Regions from separate parts of the Mus musculus genome. Here all the other regions are linked to region 6. The links are chromatin contacts, called in public promoter capture Hi-C maps. All regions are on one chromosome and are shown on one strand. Each heading gives the region's core, a stretch centred on a gene start, on an enhancer-like site or on the middle of the called end of the contact. The rest is flanking DNA. Distances are from core to core; before and after follow the strand shown.

Region 1 (3,199 bases), core at 86-2,585, 8.2 Mb after region 6:
ATTATGGGTGAGGGAAGAGATGACCTAAATGTGGGCAGCACTATCCCATAGGCTAGAGGATGGATATAAAAGGAACGAGGCCAGGGTATGGTGGCATACACTTTTAATCTCAGTATTCAGGAAGTAGAGGCAGGTGATCTCTGTGAGTTCAGGCCAGCCTGGTCTATAGCTCGAGTTTCAGGAAGGTCAGCCAGGCCTGCACAGAAAAACCCTGGCTTGAAAAGCCAAAACAAGGGCTGAAGAGATGGCTCAGCGGTTAAGATCATCGACTGCTCTTCCGAAGGCCCTGAATTCAAATCCCAGCAACCACATGGTGGTTCACAACCATCTGAAAACAGCTACAGTGTACTTACATAAAACAATAAATAAATCTAAAAAAAGAAAAGCCAAAACAACAACCCCCGACCCCGGGGGAAAAAGGAGTTCCAGGCCAGTAATGAAATTCTGTCTCTCAAAAAGTTAACAGAAGTCTATGGGGTCTGGAGGTCAGTCACAAAGCTCTCAATAAGGACGTGAGACTTCCCTGACTTCTTCCTCTGGCACCCCTACAGAAACAATGGTGGCAAAAGTCACAAGTCATACTCTAGAGGATCAGGAAGTCCAAGCCCTCGGAGTCAACCAACCTGATTTTGAGGGCTTCCTAACACATAACAGGAGCGCAGAACAAAATGGAGCCCCATAGACAAATTATGTCCACACTTCCGCCCTTCCATGGCTTCCAGGTGAGGTCGCCAGACTCCCAGCGTAACATTTGCATACACAAAAGAAATTGAGACATTTCATTGGTCGAGGTTGGAGTCTATCACACTGAGCTGGCTTCCCATTAGTAGCTTTCAATTCCTACCTGCCCCACAAGTCCAGATCACGACCGCCCCTGTTTATTGGTCAAGGCCCCTTCCGTCATCCCTTTAACCCCTCCAGTCCTGTCTTCCCTCGCTCCGCCCCTTCCCCTGCCTAACCGTTAGTCGCGTGCGCGTCTTTCTCCAGGCCGGAGCGCGCGCGCGCACCCCAAGTCGTGGCGGCGTCTCATTCAAACGGTCCAATCAGCGGCCACGTCGCCTCGGCGGGCGCCCCCTTTCTCTCTGCTCTAGGTTTTTAGCCGCTTGGTTCTCCCAGGTCAACTCCTCAGCCGGCGTGAGCCCTCATTGTGATAGCACTCCTCACAAACTGGGTTCGAACTTCTGCTACTATTCTGACAAGAACAGAGAAAAGAGCGTTGACCGCCCAGCAACGTGCGCGTTGACGTACGCGGTCGAGACGTGCCGTGAGGGGGCGGGGCCTGCGAGTAGCTATAAAAGTGCGGTGTTGGGCGCGCGGCCGGTTCTACCGAGGAGCAGACGTAACGTTGTGAGCGTTTCGTAGCGGACGTCGGAATTAGTGGGAGCGGAGTGGGGCCTCGGGGGCCTCGCTAGGGCCACAGCGGCCGGCAGTTGGGCCCCCCGCCCCGGCCGGCGGTCCGAGGAGTGCAGGAAGGGGGCCGGGGGGACCCGCCCCCGGCCGGCTGAAGTCATGGTGAGTGACGCGGGAGGCCCGAGGGGCCGTTGGGGACTCGGGCAGAGGAGGCGACTGCGGCGTCCCAAGTGTTTTCTGGCCAGCTTCTGAGTGCTTTGGTGGCATGGCTGAACGTCCGGAGCCAGGAGTCGGCCCCAGGGCCTTTCAACAAACGGTGCGGGAGCCCAGGCAGCCCTCGGAACCTTGGGGAGGGCTTTGGGCGCCTTGCGGCCCGCCCATGGGTGTTTTAAGGAGCAAGACATCCCGCCGCCATTTCGTCCAGCCTTTTTCTTTTTGGTGTGTGTGGGGGGGCGGCGGTTGATGGGGTTGTTTCAAGCCTAAGTAGGGGAAGGGCTCCGGCTAGGCCTCAGGCCCACCTGGAACCAGTAGTGGACCCATGCGCGTCTTAACGAGCGCTTTGGGTAGGTTCGGGTACGCTGAGCCACGTAGAAGCTTTTTCTGAGACACCGTCCCGGTCAGCCATGGGGCAAAAGCCAGAAGCATCTTAGGTCCAGTTGACAGGCAGTGATTGACAACCTCGGACCTCTAAAGTCTGGATTCTGGTATCCACCCACCTTAATCCTAGCTATTTCAGGCTGCTCACTCTCCTTTTCCCTCCGTGCCTAGAACTCCAATGTGGAGAATCTGCCGCCCCACATCATCCGCCTAGTGTACAAGGAGGTGACAACACTGACGGCAGACCCACCTGATGGCATTAAAGTCTTCCCCAATGAGGAGGATCTCACAGACCTGCAGGTTACCATCGAGGGCCCTGGTGAGTGTGAGCACGGAAGGGAGGGGCCACTTGACCAGATTTCTTCTGTCTTGTGGCTGTGGGACAAATAGGATTCAGCCTCTCAGGTGCTTATGACAAAATGTGGCCTTTTGCTTAGGCTTGCATTAAGGCTGTCAAGTGTTACTTTCCAGAGACGTGAGGATGCATATAAGTGAAGCAGAAATAGAAAGTGTAGCTGGGCGTGGTGGTGCACGCCTTTAATCCCAGCACTCGGGAGGCAGAGACAGGCGAATTTCTGAGTTCGAGGCCAACCTGGTCTACAGAGTGAGTTCCAGGACAGTCAGGGCTACACAGAGAAACCCTGTCTTGAAGAGAAAAAAAAAAAATGTATGCCAGGGGATCTGAAACACTAATCAATCGAATGTCCCAAGACTAAACAAAAAGCATTGTGAGGGGAAACTGGTGGTAATAAGCTGATTTGCATATTTTAAGCAAACCAGTTAGATTTTTCAGACCTCATTTGTCAACTGAATTTCTATATAGTCAGCTAAAATCAGTTTCAAAATCAGGTGACTGGCCTATAATGCTGAGGGTGTGCAATATGTCTGCCTGGTCTGCTGTTAGCTAGTGTAGCAACTGCCAGGTGTAGACCATCTATGATTACCACTTGACCCAAGCAAGTAGGTAAATGAAAACACACCTCTCATGAGGATGGGGAAAGGCTTGGAAAATGGTTTACAGGAAAAGTTGGTGGGTTGGGTCCCTTTGTCCTGAAGAGTGGCAATGTTGAAGGATGTTAGGATATAATAAAGCAGCCCCTTTTCCTCCTCTTCAGAAGGGACTCCCTATGCTGGAGGTCTGTTCCGTATGAAGCTCCTACTGGGGAAGGACTTCCCTGCCTCCCCACCCAAGGGCTACTTCCTGACTAAAATCTTCCACCCAAATGTGGGCCCCAATGGCGAGATCTGTGTC
Region 2 (3,203 bases), core at 165-2,664, 8.9 Mb after region 6:
CCTCCATCCTAGCCCCCACAATGAGCATTTTTCCCCCAAGCTGTGCAAGGACCCGTTGTGTCTTGTTCCTCTTGCAATGGGCTGTGTTCCCTTAGCCCTACTAACCAGTCTGCAGCACGCTGATCACCCACGTTGGCCGCCATCTGGACCTTGGGGTGTAGGGAATAGACCTCGGGAGCCAGGCTGCTTTTTAAATGTCTATAAGAAAAGAGATCAATTAGCCCCAAGAGAAGATAGGCTAGAAAGAGAGGGTATCTCATAGAAGGGAACACTGGCAAAGAATGGAAAGGAAAGCAAGTGTGGTGGCTCATGACCATAATGCCAGCAATCTTTTGGGAGTTCCAATACCCATCTGGGCTACAAGTTACAGTCCTGTCTCAAAAACAAACAGCTTAAAGAATCAGAATCAGTTCCTAGTGTGGAGTGAAGAGACCTGAGCATGAAAGGAAACACCTCCCTTGGAGGCCGAGACTAGCCTGTAGGATATGAAAATGAAAGACAAAGAAGCTGAGACTTGCATTACGAGTGTGGCTGTGAGGGAGACCTGACTCAAGTGGTGGATGCAGAAACCTCAGTCCTGGATAGGAAATCTAAAGATACTTCTACTACAGCAAGAGGAAGGCTCTCCAGTGACTGAAGTACTAGCTACAAAGAAGTTTGGGGAGAGGGAAGCCTTTGGGGATACTCTGAGGAGGAAGGAATTGAGACTGGGAGAACACTGGAGAATAGAGCAAAGTTTTCAAAGAAAAAGGTAAAGTATGGATATCCCGCTGAGCAGCCAGGTGAAGGTGCAGGAGACTCCTTCCTGTGAAGTCACTGCCTGGCAGCACCTACCAGACTCAGATCAATTACAGTCTCCAGACTTGTATGGGATGTTCCTAGGAGTGGGAGTTGGTTTGGGAGCAAACAAGTGGCAATTACTCAAGTAAGGTGTCTGCAGATAACAGAGGCCCACAACATTCTTAAACTATTAGGGGTGGGGTGGATAGTACCATAAGAAATAGGATGGGTTGAGCACCGTGCCAACAGGGCTGGAGCGGTCCAAACAACAGGATTTACAGAAAAGAAGCCTATTGGAGAAACTGAAACCCTTATAGGAAGCCTAAGGGGCACTGACAGGTCTCAAAGGCCTTTAAAAAACCCAATCCGTTGGGTGGTATCAAGGGGTCCTAACTAGGGATGCACAAAAGAGAGCCTCGTGTTCGTAACTGGTATTAGGAGTAAGGGGTCTGATTTACAGACGAGAACAACACGGACTGTAAGCTCAGAAGCACCTGGCTGTCCCGCAGGCATGGAGTCCACGACGCTAGGTGGAGGTTGAGGCCGCCCTGAACACAAGCGACCTCCCTTGTCCCCCGCGACCAGCCACCGGCCGGGCCGCGCTTGCGCACCACGCTGCGAGGGTGGCCTCTCTGGGTTGCCCTAGGCAACAGGAAGGCCAGCGTAACAGCGGGTCAATGGAGCCCGCAAGGGGTGCGTCTAGGGCACTAGGGACCGCAGGGTTCCCAGGGCCAGTAGCAGAGCGGACGCGGACGCGCACGCGCACGTAGGGGAGCCGCCCCCTCCCCCCCCCAGCGTACACCCGGCGCGCATGCGCAGAGGCGCTCCGGCGGCCACACCCTTCAAAGACGCAGGGCGCGGCGTCGGTTGGCCTTACCAAACAGGCCAGGGCTCGCGGAGCGCGGAGCCCGAAGGCGTCCCTGTGCTCGCCCGCCAGGCCTCCCACTACTACCCACACTCACTAGGACCGCTCGCTCCCGGGACTCGTTACCGGCGGTCCAAGGCAGCTTCAAGACAACCAAGACAGCGCTCAGTCACCGGCTGGCTCTAGTCTGGGGCTCGAACGTCCTGACCGTGGCGTGATGACGTTACCCGGACGTCTGTCCCCGCCCTGTGTCGCGCACAGCCAATAGACGTCACCGCTCGGCTTGAACCGCCCACCACACGTCTCGCGAACGCAGTCGCGTGTTGGCGTTTGTCAGCAAGCCGGAAGCTGGCCCTAGACGGTGGCCCCGTGGGGACAAGTACCTCCCAGCCTCTCGTGCGCGCTCACAACAGCTTAGTTTTGACTCAGCAGTCAATAGTCTCTCAGATGTAACGCATAGGGACAGGAGTTGTGAGGCTGCGCACTGCGCTAGGACGATTTAAAATAAATGAATATATAAGCGGGTGGAGGGAAATGGGATAAGGTGAATCCTCCCTTGGAAGGTTTATTTAGTGAGTAAAATTGGAAAGGCGCACCTGGCGTAGGGAACAGCGAGTGCGAACCAAAGGAAGCGGGAAACGCGTCGCTTGAGGAATGGGAGTAGCCACTGGACTGTGACGCTGGAAAGGTACCTTGTAGGGTGTTGGGATGGTGAGATCTGCTCGGAGTGGCAGCTAGCAGAACTGTATCTTTTAGGATCAGGATGGCCCTGGAACTCAGAAACCCGCCTCCCTCTTAATGGGATTAAGGTGTGGGCCGCCACTTAAAGCTCACTGTTTACAGTAGGAGTGATTGAATTATGCAGCCCAACTTGGGATCTCCCGTTAAAATAATTGATAAGACTACCTTCTTATCAATTATTGTTCATCAATTGACCAGTTTCCAGTCTCACATTGTACAAGCAACTTTTGGTAATTAAACAACACTTGGATAACTCTGTATCATTTGCTAGTGTTAGCTTGGTAGGTTTCTTCCCATCTCTTTTTTATAATGAACTTTTATTTTAGAATAAATTTTAAGTTTACAGAAATTACAAAAGTAATACAGGAATTGGGCACACTATGCCCAGTTTCCCCTATTGCTAGATTCCACACCTCAAATTCATTTGTTAAAAGTAAGAAATTGACATTGCTCTAATATTCTGAACTAAGCCGCAGATGTGGGCGCTTTTTCTCACTAATGTTTCCGGTGCGCCATAGCGTAACCCAGAGCATCATGTTGCATTTGTCTTGCTTTTTTACCCATCCTGTCAAGAGCTGTTTATTGGGTTTATGATGCCCATTTGCTTTACCACACAACTGAGGTTCAAAAAAACAAAACAAAAAGCCAAACCAAACTAAACCAAACCAAAACAACAACAACAACAACAAAAAAAAAAAAAAAAAAACTGGGCAGTGGTGGCCCACGCCTTTAATCCCAGCACTTGGGAGGAAGAGGCAGGTGGGTTTCTGAGTTCGAGGCCAGCCTTGTCTACAGAGTGAGTTCCAGGACAGCCAGG
Region 3 (2,980 bases), core at 46-2,545, 9.4 Mb after region 6:
GAAAGCTAATCCTAAGAGGGATGACAGTCCCGGAACCGAGATACAGCTGTTTAGAAGTGCTTCAACTGTCCCAACAGAAGAGCACCAACAACTGAAAGCATGGGAGCTCGCATTCCACCGACCCAGATCTAGAAAGAAAAGCTAAGCGGTCCTCACCACACACAGCAATACCTAACCACTTAGGAAGCTTCACCCACCGAGGCAGACCGTGCATCGTAGTGGAGCCTGCATCCCCAAAGCTAGAGTCCACTGATACCCCACCTCAAAGATGCAAAAGATGTGAAGCCAGGAAGTGAGCAATACGGTACAGTCCTGAATCCAAGGTTTGGGGAGGGAGTGTTAAAACAAAACACACACACACACACACACACACACACACACACACTCACAAACCCCATGCTTCCTTAAAAAGAAGATTGGTGGAAAGGGACCTCTAGGAGACTTCACTGCTAGAGCTGTAAGGACTAGGTGGAAACTTTGGCTTAGGCTCCAACTCACAACGTTAACTGCACCCTCGGGTCTTGGGGACTTTTTCCTCCACAAGATCCATCTCTTCCAAAGAGGCTTCCCCCTATCAAGACACCAACAAGCTGGAGCTTTCGGGTGCACTGAGGCAACGCTCCCGAATGGAGCTCCCGGGGAAGGCATGACTGCAGGAGTGGGCCCCGCGCCCAGAGCAGAAAGACCCCTCCGCGGCCCGCAGCGCGCCCACCGCTCCAAGCCCAGCCAGACGCGGAGGAGGACGGGCACCTCGCACCCGGGGCCGGCGCTCTGCCACGCGGGAGTCCGGACGCGGGAGGACAGAGAGAGGAGAGGGTCCCCGCCCGCCCGAGCCGAAGCTGGGCCCGAGCGCGCGGCTTGGGCCCGGCGGGAGCTGAGGCCGTGTCGCGACAGGCAGCAGGGTCGCGGAGCAAGAAGTCGGCCGATGGAGCTGAGGGAAGAGGGAAAGGGGTCCGGCCCAGTCGAACCTGACGCTCACCGCAGGAGCTGGCGCCGCCGCTGCGGAGCGTATCGCGACAGGCGAGGAGGGGGGAGAGAGAGGCGAGCGCCCGCCCGCCGCCTTTTTTTTTTTTTTTTTTCCTCTTTCCTCGCGCCCCGAGCCCGGGCGCTATCGCGATAAGAGGGCGCGAAAGCCGGAAGTAGGGTTGGGTTGTTGATAGAGGAAGTGGGCCCGGGATTGTTCTAGACGACCGAGTAGGGGATTCAGGGATCAAGGAAAGGCCCGGCAGCGGCTGCCGACGGCTCCACGGAAGCTGAACGGGCCCGGTCCAAGATGGCGGCGGCGGAGGCCTCCCCTCCTCTCTTCTCCTCTCTGGCGCCGGCCCGCCCCCGAGCCCCGAATATAGGTCCGTCATTGCTCCCGCAGTACGTCGCTCTGCGCCGTTAGGCGCGCCCCATTGGTTCCTAGCGAGAATGAGGCCAACCTCTTCATTATGATTGGCTGATCTCGGCAAGGCGCGGCGTTCGATTGGCCTCCCGCTCAGCTTGCTTGGATTGGCTCGGGTATTTCTTCCCAGCTCCTCCTCCTCCTCCCCTCCTCGGAGCACAACACGCCAGCGCGAGGACCTGGGTGTCAATCAGGAAGCCTGTGTCGTGCTGATTGGATGTGTCCGCCCCCTTACCCTAAATCAATTGGCAGCGGGGAGGAGTCAGGGTGAGGGGCGGGAAGTTACTCGTCAAGTTTAAAGGCAGCTGTAATTGGTTGCGAGGTGTATTCTACCCTGAACTCATTGGTTAGCTATGAATGTGGGTAGAGGAAAACGACAAAAAGCATAGCGTGTGAGTGTTAAAGGAAGCTTATCTAGTGGGAGACGGAGAGGTGCCAGAGGGTTGGGGATAGTAAACCCAAGTCATCTACCAATCAAAAGAGCCGCCAGCCCTAAGGGGAGGAGCTAGACAAACACCCCGCCCCTTCCCTCGGTTAGCCAATAGGGTAGCTATTAACCTGCCGACAGGTGTGGTTGTCGGAGCATCCTTCCTTTGCCTGTCTAGGCTGTTATCTGATCCTCGTAGTTATTCCCCAAGCGCGTTTGCTTGGTATATCTCTAAAACTCAGTGCTTTCTAAAGGATGAAAGAAAGAAAGAAGGAATCAGGAACATTGCAGAAGCGACTGAGAAACACAAGGCGTGGGACTGACGTTTCTCTGGTTAAGTTAGCAGACTGGGACCTTCCCTGGAGTTGCAAGGACTCCAGCTGTAGAGGAAACTGCGCTTTGCCCTACCTCGGTTACATCTGTAATGACTACTCACTAGAGTTCTGCTATGCTTCTTAAGGAGTAAACTTCTCCGACCACCCTTGCCGAGTGCTTAGGTGAGCCTCTGGTTTAATTTTGTTTGATTCCTGCCGTTTTTACACATACTTGAGTCTCACTCTCTGGATTTCTCGTTGTTTAGTACCCATGAAGCACTCCATAGCCCTTTGCTGACTAGGTTGCAAACGTGAGCACCACGTTTTCATGAATTGGGGAAACTCGATCTATCTCTGCCTACTATGTGGAGGAAAAGAAGATAAATCCACACTTGAAGAGAACGTGCACGTGCATTTCACCGCATCAGAATGGCATGAAGCAAGAGAGAAAAAATGGCTTATAAAAAGGCATATTCTTCGGCTGGAAAGATGGCTCAGCAGTTAAGAACATTTTCCTGCAGAGGACCAGTTCCCACAGGGTGGCTTGCATGCTTGTAACTTCAGTTCCAGATCTGACTCTTTCAGCTGGCATCTGCTGGTGCACTTAAGCTCACACATTTATGTAATTTTTAGATGCATATTCTTAGGGTCACATAGACTTAAGAAGGTGAAACCTAGGGACCAGTGTTTGTCCAGATTTTTTAAACAGCTTCTACACTCTCTCGAGTTTGTTATTCATTCAGTTTTGCTATTTCATGCGGGCCCAAGAATGGGGAACTGCTTCTAGCTCTATCAGGAATCCCTGCCAAATTATTAAGATGCAGCTTCCTTCTTATCTAGGCGGTCCCCAAT
Region 4 (2,781 bases), core at 84-2,583, 8.0 Mb after region 6:
GCCATGTGCAGCTGGGCCTTAACACTGCTCATCAGGGCCAGGGTTGGGGAGGCGCCCTCTGGAGGCTCTAAGAACAGCAGGGACGGAGGTCATGCCCCAGGGTGAGGCAGTACCCCACCTGACTCCAGTCCCTCCAATGCCCTTTCTCAGCTCACCCTCAACATTTCTCCGAGACGGACTCAGACGGTATAAGATTTGTGAGTCTAAGTGGGGTGCCTCTTCAAAGGGAATGGAGATCTCAAAGGTCTCTTCGTCCTTCACTGCAGAGAGGTCAGCAGAGGTCACCCCAGAAGTGGCCTGAACCTTATAGACCACCCCCAACCATTGCTGTCCCATGGACAGAGGGAACCAGAATGTCAGACCAAGGATGGGAAAAGAAAGGGTCCCCAGGTGCCTCACTTGTCCGCCAACGGTTGTTTCTGTCATTCATATCGAGGAGGCTTCCTGCAGACCCAGCAACTGAGCCCTTGGGGGCACTGGACAGAAGCAGGTCACCAAAAGTCGGCAGTCCCTGGAGAGGTGGAATACCTGTCCCTCCGGAGTAAGGAAGGATCACCAGTCTGAGGGAGGAAAGGACCCATACTTCTGGACAGAGTCAGAGGCTTCCAAAGTATGTACCCAGAGCGAGGGGGCTCAGCGAGAGGAATCTTGGTTGTGAAGGGGCTCGGCCCTTAAATTCTTTGGTTCCTCGTGGGGTCAACACCACAGGGAGACCTGGCCTGAATGAGAAAGCCCTTCATCATGGCCCATCTCCGAACCCAATGCCATAAATGGAGAAACAACCACCCCTAACTTCCATTCTTGGGGTAGGGGGTCCATCCTGCAAGCGTTCCCCTGTCCCAGCCGCCCATTCCTCCCGCACTCGCGTGGGCGAGTAAAGCCCCTCCCCGAAGTGGGAGCTGGGCGCGTGCGCAGTGCGTGGGAGGTCACGCGTGGGGATGCGCCCCCACCCTTTGTCCCACAAGTGGGAGGGGGCGACCGTGGCGAAGGGTCCCAGAATGGGCAACCGGCATGGGGGTGTCGACCGTGGGCACCGTTCCCCGCCTTTGGGTGCTCAGGGTACAAGGGGCCGAGGCCCCGCTCTCACCCACCCGCGCACGGACTCCAGCCCCGGGACCGACGGCAGTGGCGGCGCCCATGCCCAGCGCAGGGGAGCGTCTGCAAAGTGTCGCGGAGAGAAGCGCCCACCCACCAGTAAGCGGGCGTAGCGGCAGAGGAGGGGGAGAACTGGATGGCGGAGCGCGGAGACGTGGGCACTAACCGAATCAGGCCTGCCGAGCCTGGGGCGCCTCTTCCTGGAGCCCAGGTGAGGCCCGCCGTTTGCGCGGAGGTCGGGACCGCACTTGCGCGATAGCCCCTTGCAACACCCCTCCAACCCCCACCCCACACACAACCCCCCCCCCCTCCTTTCCCAAAGCCTAGGCAGGGATCCTCATGAAATTCTCATCCTGCACAGCTGATGCGGTTCCGGGGGTCCTCCGGGTGAGTGGCTATGTGACCAGTGGGCCGAGAAAAGTCAGAAGGTATGAGGCAGTAAGGAAAATTGAAGTGAAATTTGAGTCTCCTTTAATGATCCCTAAGTAGCTGATTAATACATGCATACCTTTAGTCTTAGCCGCTCCAACCTACCATAACCTCCACCCACCCCCATCCACGAAAAGGATTAAAGGAATAAGAGGACCAGGATGTGAGAATGGGTTGTGTGGTGGTTACTTCTCCGCAAAGTGTGGGTCAGGAATAGCCCACACTGGAGCCACCTGTGGAACAGCTACACTCCAGTCCTTGCTCCTCATTCCTCCATGGCCTCAGTTTACTCACCTGTTCAGTGGGAAGTTACTCTTAAAAGCCTTTGAGAGGATGTAGTTGTGTGACATACCAAAGGCTCAGCCCAGAACCGGACCACTCTTGGAGCTTAAGATCCAAGCGCTGTTGATATTATTTGAAGTCAGTCGGTGTAGATGCACAGCCTTTAAGACACTCCCCCTCTCCCTTCCGCCCCAAAAGAAGTCGTGTAAAGAGGCTATCTGCATAGGGCACATACACACACACAATCAGAGGAAAGGAGCAGCGAAGACATGTTTATTAGACCTACACTGCCTCTCCGGTTCACAAGCAGCATCCTCTTTGGGGTTCTGAAGCCCTAAGAGGCATGACTTAAACCATCCTTGCAGAGGAAGACTGAATGTGTCAACCAAGACTAAGCAGTTCATTTTTACAAATAAACTGCATCCTGGGTCAGCAAGTCCAGGGGGAACCACCTGCCCTAGATCAGTATTTCAAACCACAGAGAATTGTATAAAGCCAGGTGAACTGTATAAAGCTGTGCTTATGCTCTAAGATGCTATTTTTTTAAGTATATTAATGTGGATTGTAGTTTGGGTGGGGAAGGGGTAGTGTTCAGAACCTTTTTCCCAAAGATGCTAGGAATGTTGCGCAGTGTGTAAGGTGCCTAGCATGCACAAAGCCCAGAGTTTCAGTATTCTGGAAGTGGAGGCAAGATCATAAATCCAATGTCACCCTGAACTACATTACAACCTTATCTAAATAAATAAATAAATAAATGGCAGGTTTGGGGAAACTGAAGTAGGCCTAACTCCCAGAGGAAAACGGCAGACTTTCCCATTACCCAGTCAAGGTCTTTGTTCCAGATAGCATAAACTAAAATGTCTCCCAAAATGTAAGTAAGGATTGAGAATGGGGTGTGGTGTGCATTGAGTGTTCAATATAAGGTCCCTACTTCCAGTGTCAAAATAGAGACCTCTGACTACCCACTAAAACTTC
Region 5 (3,212 bases), core at 530-3,029, 8.6 Mb after region 6:
TTATCTGTTGGAAAAACTTTCAAACCTAGTGGAACATCACATTTTAGACTTACAAAGTCATGCCAGGGGGTGGCTCAGCAGTTAAGAGCACTAGCTGCTCTTCCGGAGGTCATGAGTTCAAATCCCAGCAACCACTGAGTGGCTCACAACCTTCCTTAATGAGAAAACAAAAACAAAACACAAACAAACAAAAAACCTATGGGCTGGAGAGAGCAGGGCCGGAGCGAAAGGGGGTGGGGGGAGGAAAAAAAAGAACCGAACAACAAAATCAGGCCCAGAGAGCATGATACAATCTGAATTATAATTCCTAGTGTCTTTTGCAGCCCCAGGTGGGCTGAAGAAAAGTATGTGGTTATTTTGGTCATGTTTGAGGGCCCTCTTTCTGGTATGCTCAGGGAATTATTACCACTAGAAAACGTGGGCTCGTTCTTGGTCTGGAAACTGACTTCTTAGGTACCTTGCATTCTGAGACATATTTGGAAGTCTGGAGCTGAACCCTTTGGAGGCGTGGCCTTGAGACTACATTTCCCAGCTTGCCCTATGTTATCTGATTTCCTTGAACTTTGCTCGGGAACTTTATCGCCATGTTAAAAGATGAGTTTGGCGGTGACAAGCTTTAATCTTGTTTGAGAACTCAATTTCCCGTCGGCCCTTGGTCTACCTGATGCCTTAGGGAGCCCATTCATTCATTCATTCGAAATATTTTTTATTGCCTACTCTCAGGCTTAGTTCTAGTCATTAGGACTAAGAGGGTCTCAAAGAAAACAAATCGAGTTTACTTATAGCCGATGGGAGAGGGACAGATTCAAAACCAAAACAAGTACGGCATGGTGGCACTCCTTTAATTTCATCACTCCAGAGGCAGGAGGAGGCGGAGTTTTGTGAGTTCGAGGCCATTCTGTCTGCATAGTGAGCTTCAAACCAGGCAGGGCTACATACTGAGACCCTGTCTCAAAACAAAAATAACCCCCCCCCCACACACACACACACACAAACAAACAGACTCCTGTAATCCCAGCAATTAGGAGATGGAGACAGGAAGATCAGAAGTTCAAGGGCATTATTAATGAGTTCGAGCGCCATCCTATCTCAAAACAAATCGTAAAAAGTATGCAAAATTTATTTCTATCTCTCAGGATCCGCTATCCGCTATCATTTCCCATGCGCCTTGGGGTAGTCACTTTACAAAGTACACTACATTTCCCAGCATGCCCCAGTAGCCTGTCCGGCCGCTCTACCCAGATTCCCAGCACTCCCTAGGGACATGTCCTCCTTTAGGCAGTTCTCTTTTTGCTTGTTTTTTCGAGAGAGGGTTTCTCTGTGTAGCTCTGGCTGTCCTGGAACTCAGGACCAGGATCAGACCAGACTGGCCTCGAACTCACTGCCTCCCAAGTGCTGGGATTGAGGGCGTGCCTTTTGAGTTTTTCGTTCGACCCCTTCCAGCTCCGGATTTCTAAACGTGCCTCAGGATATATAGCGAGTCTAGCGAAGACTTCCGCTTGTAGAACCCATTTCCCAGCACTTCTGCCGGCCTGCCGGCTGCCTCATTCTCTAACCTATCTGCTCAAGTTATGCAAGGCTCCTCAATGGGGAGAAACTCCACTTCCCAGCTCGCTACGAGGGGCTTCTTTTTAGGCCCTTGCCCCCAGCGATAGCTACGCAAGTCTCAGGCGGGACTCGGTTACCCAGAGGGCTTTGGGTCGGCGCCGTGACGTCAATATACCGAGCGGGGGCTGGGCGAGCTTCTGGGCGGTGCTTGTCGCGCGGCGGTTCCCGGCGGCCCCCGGGGCGGGCGGGTGGCGGCTGTTCGTCGCCCGGTGCTCGCTCGCTCGCTTAGTAGGCGGGCGAGCGGCCGGCGCGATGTCCGGCGAGGATGGTCCGGCAGCGGGCCCGGGGGCGGCGGCGGCTGCTGCGGCCGCCCGTGAGCGGCGGCAGGAGCAGCTGCGGCAGTGGGGGGCTCGGGCGGGCGCCGACCCGGGCCCCGGGGAGCGGCGAGCCCGCACGGTCCGCTTCGAGCGCGCCGCTGAGTTCCTGGCGGCCTGCGCGGGGGGCGATCTGGACGAGGCTCGCCTGATGCTGCGCGCAGCGGATCCCGGTCCCGGCTCCGGCGCTGCGTCCGACCCCGCCGTCCCTCCGCCTGCCCGTGCCGTGCTCGACTCCACCAACGCGGATGGCATCAGCGCCCTGCACCAGGTCAGCGCCCCCGCCCCGCGTCTTCGCCACTCGGGCATCCTCCCTCCTCGGCCCTGATCCACCTCCCCTCGACTGTGCCATCGCTGAGGATCCCGCCTGCTCTGTGGCCGCCTCTTCTCTGTCATTCGTGCTGTCATCTCTCTCCCGTGCATTTTTTGCAGCATCGCTTACTTCCGTGCCTATGCTGGCCGGGTTCCTCCTTTCCTAGCTGGTACTTGTTTGACTGTGCTGAAGTCTTTCCTGACCCAGGCCTGTGGTTTCGTTCTCCTGCACTCTGACTTGACCCTCTTTAGGCCCAGGTCCTTCAGTGTCACTTCTTTGAAGGTCCATCCTGTTTGTGCCTTCCTCTTCTTCCCGTGACTTGTGCTGTACGTTGTGGCCTCAGGACAGTGTACCACGTTGTTTCCTTGAAAAGGCATTTCCTCTGTCGCGTCATCCTTTGCTTTTTTTTTTTTTTTTAATCTTTTCTCTTACCTACAATCCCATGTCCTTAATTACATTATCAATTCATCCCCCCCCCCCCCAATTTGGGGAGCTTGTCACCTCTTATAGAAGTTTCTCCTCAACTCTCTTTCTCTGTTTACATTGTTTGCCTTCCTGGAAACTTGTAGGCATTTGCTCTTCGAGGAGCTGGACCACTTTTCCTTTTGTTTTGTTGTTTTTCCTTTAGACAAGGTCTTGCTATGTAGCCCAGGCCATCCTCAAATGCAGGTCCTTATGTCTCTGCCCTCCTCCTCCTCCTCCTCCTCCTTCTTCTTCTTTTTTTCGAGACAGGGTTTCTCTGTATAGCCCTGGCTGGGAACTCACTGTAGACCAGACTGGCCTCCAACTAAGAAATCCGCCTGCCTCTGCCTCTGCCTCTGCCTCCCCAGTGCAGGGATTAAAGGCGTGCGCCACCATGCCAGGCCCTTCTCTGCCCTTCTTATTTCTGGAATTACATGGCCACTTCACCTATTGTTGGTTCATCTCCTAGACTTTATTTAGGCAACCAACGTCCTTCTTCAAAAAGTGTGCCCTCT
Region 6 (3,101 bases), core at 142-2,641:
GAAGTGGGGGAGGACATTCAATGTGAAGGTTTCTTGGGACAGAGAGAGAGATTTGCGGTGGAACTTCAGCTGAGAAAGAAGGTCACCTGGGTGCTTTTTCTACCTCTCTGAGCTAGGTTTTCACCCCAGCATCTGGCTTCCACTACCTCAAGGAAAACAGAAAGGTAGCAAAAGGTAGTTTCAGGAAGATGCAACAAATGAATCTAAATGAATCTGAAATAAAACAAAAGGTTAGGTGTAGGGATAAAGAGATATTTAGCTACCTTCCAGGTGATGGCTGGGCAGAACTCATTTGCAACCTGTCAGCTTCTTTTTTTGTTTGTTTGTTTGTTTTGTTTTGTTTTGTTTTCCAAGACAGGATTTCTCTGTATAGCCCTGGCTGTCCTGGAACTCACTCTGTAGACCAGGCTGGCCTCGAACTCAGAAATCCGCCTTCCTCTGCCTCTCAAGTGCTGGGATTAAAGGTGTGCGCCACCACGCCCGGCTACCTGTCAGCTTCTTGTAAGTCAATTTCTACCAGAATAGTGTTACGACTTCAATCACAGATTTAAAAAATGGGGGAGGAGAGGTAATGTTTAAGTAGTCAGGTGTCGCAATATTGTTTGGTAAATGATGCTAGGAAACTAGAGGACTGGTCCCCGTCCTCTTTCTGGTGTGTTGTCATTTTTTGTGTGAGTTTTCTCTGAAAATGTTTCCCCCACACGCACATCTAATTTTTTGTTGCCATCCCTCAGTCTTTGAAACCTATCAGTCCGTTTTACCGTATCTCTATTAACATCTTTACTATATCTCTAATTTCTCCCCACTTACCTTTGTACTCTGGGTTGGCCCCTAGAGTTTCGATGTCTCACTTTCCTAATCCCAATCCCTTTCTGCTTCTCTCTTCTTCCTAAATTTTCTGACATGACTCAGGTTCTAACTCTGATTCTAATGACTAACCCTCCCCCCTTTTCATTCATACCTATGTGTGTTCACTTATATTCAGTCTCTCCTAGCATCCAGTCTCCCCCTCACAATTTTCCCACCCCTCTCATCCTCTCCCCCGACTCTGTATGGGGCTATCTCTGCCTTCCTGTATAGACATCTCGTTGGGTATTTGTGTCCCTGTCCCTTCCCCTTGGCTTCGCCACAGATCCTGACCTTTCTTAAACCAAGTAGTGCGGTCGTTACCTAGGATACCACCAGGTTTGGTCCCTTAGTTACCATGGAGTCCCGCTCACTCCTACCCACCGCGCAGAAATACAAAAGAGATCCGGTGGTGCTGCGTTTGCGCACCCACACAGCACCCTCCAAACTACGACTCCCAGAAAGCATTTTGCTAAGCCTTTCTTTCAGTGGTTCCGCAGGTAGCCCAGCGGACGCTCTTTTTCGAACCCGTCGTTGCCATGGAGACGGGGAGACGGCGTCCTAGTGAGAGCGGTGATTGGTGCAGAACCCTGCAAATCCCTGGAAGGCCGGTAGAGAACTGACATTTAAAAAAAAAAAAAAAAAAAAAAAGTGGTGGGGGCATGCGCAGTCTGGAAGGTGGTGCTTGAATCCGTTGCCCCCCGAGAGGATTGTGCACGTCGTCGGGGCCCTGACGCCTGAATTCGTGGCCGGGAGTGTGGGAAGAGACGTCCAGGAGTGCGAGCTGATTATTGCAACCAGCGCAATCCCCTAGGGACGGGAAGAAGGGTAGAAACGGAGGCTGGGGTGGGGGAAGGGCAGAAGGGCTTGGAGCTGCGCGCAAAGCAGTCTGGGATATGTAGTTTGATATGGAGCAAGCGAACGAGAGTGCGCATGTTCACGAGGGCACAGCCTCCCTCGGAGCATTGAAGGAAGGCTGGGAGTCCCTTCACCTCAAGGCCTAGGGAGGAGTCTGGGTAGAGTGGACTCTGGGATTCCAGCTGTCTAGCTAGACCCGGAGCGCCGGTAGGGGGTCCAGGAACTCCCAGCAAACCGGCCCTGTGCTGACGCGCTACCGCGCTGATCGCCACAGGTGCCACGGCGACCGGACACATTGGCACCCTAAAGCGAGGATGCTCACTTAGACTTCTGGGAAATGTATTTCCGGAACCTCTTCTTGCTTTATGGCTGTTCCAAGTTTCTCTCAGGGTTTCGAGTTGACTTAGCACCCTAAAGAGCAGAGGTGTAACCCACAGAAATCAAGCTGCCTCTAAGCTGATGCCACTGCAATAGTAAATTTAGATTTTCACAAAGTCCCAGTTGCAGAAAGTATCATGGGAGAAGTCAGTCCTTTTTACAAGTGAGGAAACTATAGCTGACATAGGCACAGCAAAAGTAGTACCCTTGCAGACTGTTGGTCTAATGAGTTGAGAGCCTTTAAGGGTACCCAGAAGTCCCAGTCACCTCCCAACCAACTAAACTAGAGAGCTGAAGACTTGTATCGCTGTTGGATGTGATGAGTTGGCTTCTGGTATTGGAGATATATGGAAACCTGTTGGCCTGAGAGAAGCTGAGATGGGGGATTGGGTGGAGTAGGGCTGTCCCCTTGATACCACATTGGGAAAGGAATGTTGGGGCCTGAGAGAGAGGCCAAGTCCAAGACTGGGTAGAAAACATTAAGGGACTTGTTTGTTCCACCGCAAAAGGCTGTCCACAGGGACTCTTATTGGGAGTCCAGGAGGAGGCAGCAGTGGTACTGATGTCTGGGTGCAAGTAGAGATGCAGCTATAGAAAAGAATAGGATGTAGGGAAGAGAAATGTTTCTAAGCTTAAGCAACAGCCTGTATTTAGAACAGAGTAAGCTACCAGACACTATATAGGCCCGGCGGAAATGAGGTCTACAAAGCACATGGCTCATATAGAGTTCCCACGGATCTCTGGGGTGTGGCTGGCCTGTCAGTGCCTGTTCCCTCGGGTGTCCTCTTCATGGCGAAGGTCTCGGATGAAAGGACACAGCATGGCACTCAGTCAGCATTCGCTGCCCCTGGCTGTCCTTATTACACATGCCTTGTACTATTCCTTCCCTAGGGACAGACACTGGCCTCAAAGACCGGATCTGGTACTCCTGATGAGACCCACTGTGCTGGGCTCCTCGGGCTGTGCACCCCCAGAAAATGAGCCTGCTCTGGTGAAGCTGGAGGACTCTGACAGCGACG
Region 7 (2,893 bases), core at 203-2,702, 8.1 Mb after region 6:
ACCCACAGGAATCGGTTTGGTGATCTCTTTCTACTCTGTGGGTCCTGGATAGCTCAGATCATCAGCCACGAGTCAGGCGCCTTTGCACTGAGCTATCTTGCCAGCCCACAATACCTATACTGAAATGTTTTTTTTTTTTTTTTTTTTTAAGATTTTATTTATTTACTTATTATATGTAAGTACACTGTAGCTGTCTTCAGACACTCCAGAAGAGGGCGTCAGATCTCGTTACGGATGGTTGTGAGCCACCATGTGGTTGCTGGGATTTGAACTTCCGACCTTCGGAAGAGCAGTCGGGTGCTCTTACCCACTGAGCCATCTCACCAGCCCCCTGAAATGTTTTTAAAAAGAAAAAGAAAGCAGCCGCAATGGACTGGCACAAGTATAATACTGCATGTTTCTGGTTTCTCAAGGGTAAATTCCTGGAATTACTAGCATATCAAAGCTTTCCAAACCTCTACTCACCCAGACACGTACAAAAGGAACAGTTTACCCAGCCTCTTGCCAACTATGTTTGGCATGAAGTTAACCCTAAAGAAAACAACACTGTAATGCAGGCAGATAACTGAAACGGCCCTTTTTCTCCATCATATATACTTTGAGATGTGGCCCATGTAGCAGGCTGAAACATTAAAGCTCCAAGTTCCAGAAACGTAGTTGCCAAGGAAGACTAGAGGAATGGCATTCACTCCCATTGAAAGCCAGCTCACTGTCTCTTCCATCCCCTTCATTCCACAGCACTTTGCCCAAAACAAGAGCTTCCCTCGTCACACCGTCTGTGACTGACTCTTGTTTGTCCCTTTTCATCATAGTATGAATTTTGCCTTTATCGATCCAGCACCAAGGACAGAGCCAGCCCACAGTAGGTGTTCTGATAAAACTGGTCGGGTTGTGATCCTGGGGCTTACCATAAAGGGAGAAACTGAGGCTCGGAGAAGAGAGAATTGCTTGCCCAGGCAACCAAGGGACAGTGAGAGTCAGGCTCGATCATAGAGGTGCACTCCTTGTATCATTGATGTTCACTCTCAAGCCTGTATCACTCACTGCTTCGTTCATCTCCATCTCTGCCTTCTTCAGACCCAGCAGCCAGCACAGTGCCTGGCACCGGCAGGGCTTGATAAATGCCTGTTTGTTGAAAGAATGAATGAATATGTGTTATCTGCTGGGAAATGGAGGAGGGGTGGAAAGCTGGATCCAGATTCCCAGGCTTGCAGCCTCCTCCTCCTCTGAGGGTCCAAAGGACAGGCCTTCAGCCCCTTCCCCTCCCGGGATCCAGGAGCCGCAGCTCCCTCCTCTGCTCCCGCCCCCCCCCCCCCCGCACCCCCACCAGGTCCCTGGCCCTCCGCTTCCGGCTTCTCAGCCAGTCTTTCCTCTTCTGGCCTCCGACCAAGCACCGGGTTTCCGGGGGGAAGGCTTAGGCTGTAACACCGAGCCCAGCCTCCTTCTCCACCCCCACCCCTCCCACTACGCTCAACCCCCTCCCTCTCCGCCACCACTGTCCGCGATCGCCCGGCCGCAGGGAAGGAAGAAAGGAGCGCAGGAGGTGGAGGTAAGACCGGCTCCCTGAGACTGGGGCGAGCCCCAGGCCCTGCGCAGAGCAATCTGCAAGGCCTCGACCCGCTGCCTTAGTTCTGCAGATCACACCTACCCGGAACAGATAGACCCCCTCTTGGACCTAGATCCCCCGACAGCCGGCAGGTTCCACGCCCTCCCCCGACACCACGCCCGGCCAGGGGTCTGGCCACAGCTTTCTCGCTGAGGATTTTCTGCAGCCCAGCTCCCAGTCCACTCCTCCCCCTTGTCTTGTGAGTCAGGGCCCCTTACCCAGCTTCTTCCTTCACCCGGACTCAGAGGCTGCGTCTACCTGCAAGAGTCTAGTTCGCCTATCTGGTTCTATCTGAGACCCAGGAGTCCTACCTTTCAGTCTTCTTGCCTGAGACCCAGGGATCCAGAAATCAGCCCTTCTTTAAACCCAGGAGTCCAGGTCCTCCCTCAGACCCAGGAGTGCAGACCCCGACCTTCTTCAGACCCAGGAGCCCAGACCCCAGCCCTCCTCCTTCCGATCCAGGAATCCAGACCCCATTCCTCCTCCCTCAGACCCAGGAATCCAGACCCCAGCTCTCCTCTCACAGACCCAGGGGCTTAAGCCCGGCTACCCACTGGTCCCTCCCAGCCCCTGACTTATGGACTTTTTATTTCCAGGGCCTCTTGACTTTGAATCCCACCCTACTTGGGCCCCAAGGGTGGACTGGTTCCCAGCCCCTCCAGGAATGTTCAAGCCCCAGGGCACTAGAGCAAAATCAATTGGCTGACTTTGTCTCCCTGTGTCTCCTCTGTATGTGTCTTGTTCTGTCTTCCTGACCGTTCCCACCTCTGATATCTATGTTTTCTTTCTCTCTATCTCTCTCCTTTGTGTTTCTCCTGAACTTGGCCCCCCTTTCCTACGTCTCCACAACTCTCTCCTCTCCTTTCCTGTGTCTATCCCCTTCTGCCTCCTCACCACCTTCCTCTCCCGACTTTCATCTGTATCCTCTTCTGAACTGTGGATCTACCTGCCCTGTACCTCTGCTCTCCTCTTCACCTCACCCCACATCTTTCATCTCTTCTCCCCACCCCTGCCTCTTCCCCTTTTCCCCACAGGCATGGATCCACAGCCCCCTCCACCCGCCCAGGGCAGCCCACCTCACCGTGACCGTGGCCGAGGCCGAGGCCGTGGCCGTGGCCGTGGCCGAGGCCGTGGTCGTGGCAGAGGGGGTGCTGGAGCCCCTAGGGCGCCTCTGCCCTGCCCAACCTGTGGTCGCCTCTTCCGCTTCCCTTACTACCTGTCTCGACACCGGCTGAGCCACTCGGGTCTCCGGCCCCATGCCTGCCCTCTGTGCCCCAAAGCTTTCCG

The links. Promoter capture Hi-C pulls out the DNA fragments that hold promoters and counts their contacts.
Region 1: a contact with region 6 is called in a promoter capture Hi-C map of pre-B cells. The contact joins the promoter of Ube2s here to the promoter of Mzf1 in region 6. A contact is called at or near these places in 3 of 39 promoter capture datasets (cranial neural crest, frontonasal cranial neural crest and pre-B cells).
Region 2: a promoter capture Hi-C map of hippocampal neurons shows a contact between it and region 6, with 4 times the contacts expected there. The contact joins the promoter of Leng8 here to the promoter of Mzf1 in region 6. A contact is called at or near these places in 5 of 39 promoter capture datasets (cranial neural crest, frontonasal cranial neural crest, hippocampal neurons and 2 more) and 3 of 484 Hi-C or Micro-C datasets (cerebellum, cerebral cortex and rod photoreceptor).
Region 3: a contact with region 6 is called in a promoter capture Hi-C map of pre-B cells. The contact joins the promoter of Cnot3 here to the promoter of Mzf1 in region 6. A contact is called at or near these places in 3 of 39 promoter capture datasets (cranial neural crest, maxillary cranial neural crest and pre-B cells) and 1 of 484 Hi-C or Micro-C datasets (B cells).
Region 4: a promoter capture Hi-C map of second pharyngeal arch cranial neural crest shows a contact between it and region 6. The contact joins the promoter of Ccdc106 here to the promoter of Mzf1 in region 6. A contact is called at or near these places in 3 of 39 promoter capture datasets (cranial neural crest, pre-B cells and second pharyngeal arch cranial neural crest) and 3 of 484 Hi-C or Micro-C datasets (CD4 T cells, cerebral cortex and cortical neurons).
Region 5: a promoter capture Hi-C map of pre-B cells shows a contact between it and region 6. The contact joins the promoter of Ppp1r12c here to the promoter of Mzf1 in region 6. A contact is called at or near these places in 4 of 39 promoter capture datasets (cranial neural crest, frontonasal cranial neural crest, maxillary cranial neural crest and 1 more).
Region 7: a promoter capture Hi-C map of second pharyngeal arch cranial neural crest shows a contact between it and region 6. The contact joins the promoter of Zfp579 here to the promoter of Mzf1 in region 6. A contact is called at or near these places in 3 of 39 promoter capture datasets (maxillary cranial neural crest, pre-B cells and second pharyngeal arch cranial neural crest).

The regions. Positions count from the first base shown.
Region 1 is chr7:4,810,476-4,813,674 of GRCm38.p6, reverse strand. Ube2s (ubiquitin-conjugating enzyme E2S) reads left to right here and starts at 1,335. Exons shown (of 4, transcript NM_133777.2): 1 at 1,335-1,512; 2 at 2,119-2,266; 3 at 3,063-3,199. The coding sequence starts at 1,510.
Region 2 is chr7:4,135,691-4,138,893 of GRCm38.p6, reverse strand. Leng8 (leukocyte receptor cluster (LRC) member 8) reads right to left here and starts at 1,414. Exons shown (of 16, transcript NM_001374609.1): 1 at 1,275-1,414; 2 at 106-198. The coding sequence starts at 143. D030047H15Rik (RIKEN cDNA D030047H15 gene) reads left to right here and starts at 1,968. Exons shown (of 3, transcript NR_033548.1): 1 at 1,968-2,333.
Region 3 is chr7:3,643,584-3,646,563 of GRCm38.p6, reverse strand. It overlaps Cnot3 (CCR4-NOT transcription complex, subunit 3), which reads right to left and starts at 1,295. Exons shown (of 18, transcript NM_146176.3): 1 at 980-1,295. Gm15927 (a long non-coding RNA gene) reads left to right here and starts at 2,219. Exons shown (of 6, transcript XR_003946711.1): 1 at 2,219-2,311; 2 at 2,395-2,750.
Region 4 is chr7:5,055,278-5,058,058 of GRCm38.p6, reverse strand. It overlaps Ccdc106 (coiled-coil domain containing 106), which reads right to left and starts at 1,333. Exons shown (of 5, transcript NM_146178.2): 1 at 400-1,333; 2 at 156-260; 3 at 1-67. The coding sequence starts at 430. Gm15510 (predicted gene 15510) reads left to right here and starts at 943. Exons shown (of 4, transcript NR_166619.1): 1 at 943-1,306.
Region 5 is chr7:4,500,247-4,503,458 of GRCm38.p6, reverse strand. Ppp1r12c (protein phosphatase 1, regulatory subunit 12C) reads left to right here and starts at 1,779. Exons shown (of 22, transcript NM_029834.3): 1 at 1,779-2,193. The coding sequence starts at 1,861.
Region 6 is chr7:13,053,054-13,056,154 of GRCm38.p6, reverse strand. Mzf1 (myeloid zinc finger 1) reads left to right here and starts at 1,391. Exons shown (of 6, transcript NM_145819.2): 1 at 1,391-1,674; 2 at 2,974-3,101. The coding sequence starts at 3,014.
Region 7 is chr7:4,994,660-4,997,552 of GRCm38.p6, reverse strand. Zfp579 (zinc finger protein 579) reads left to right here and starts at 1,452. Exons shown (of 2, transcript NM_026741.2): 1 at 1,452-1,549; 2 at 2,641-2,893. The coding sequence starts at 2,643.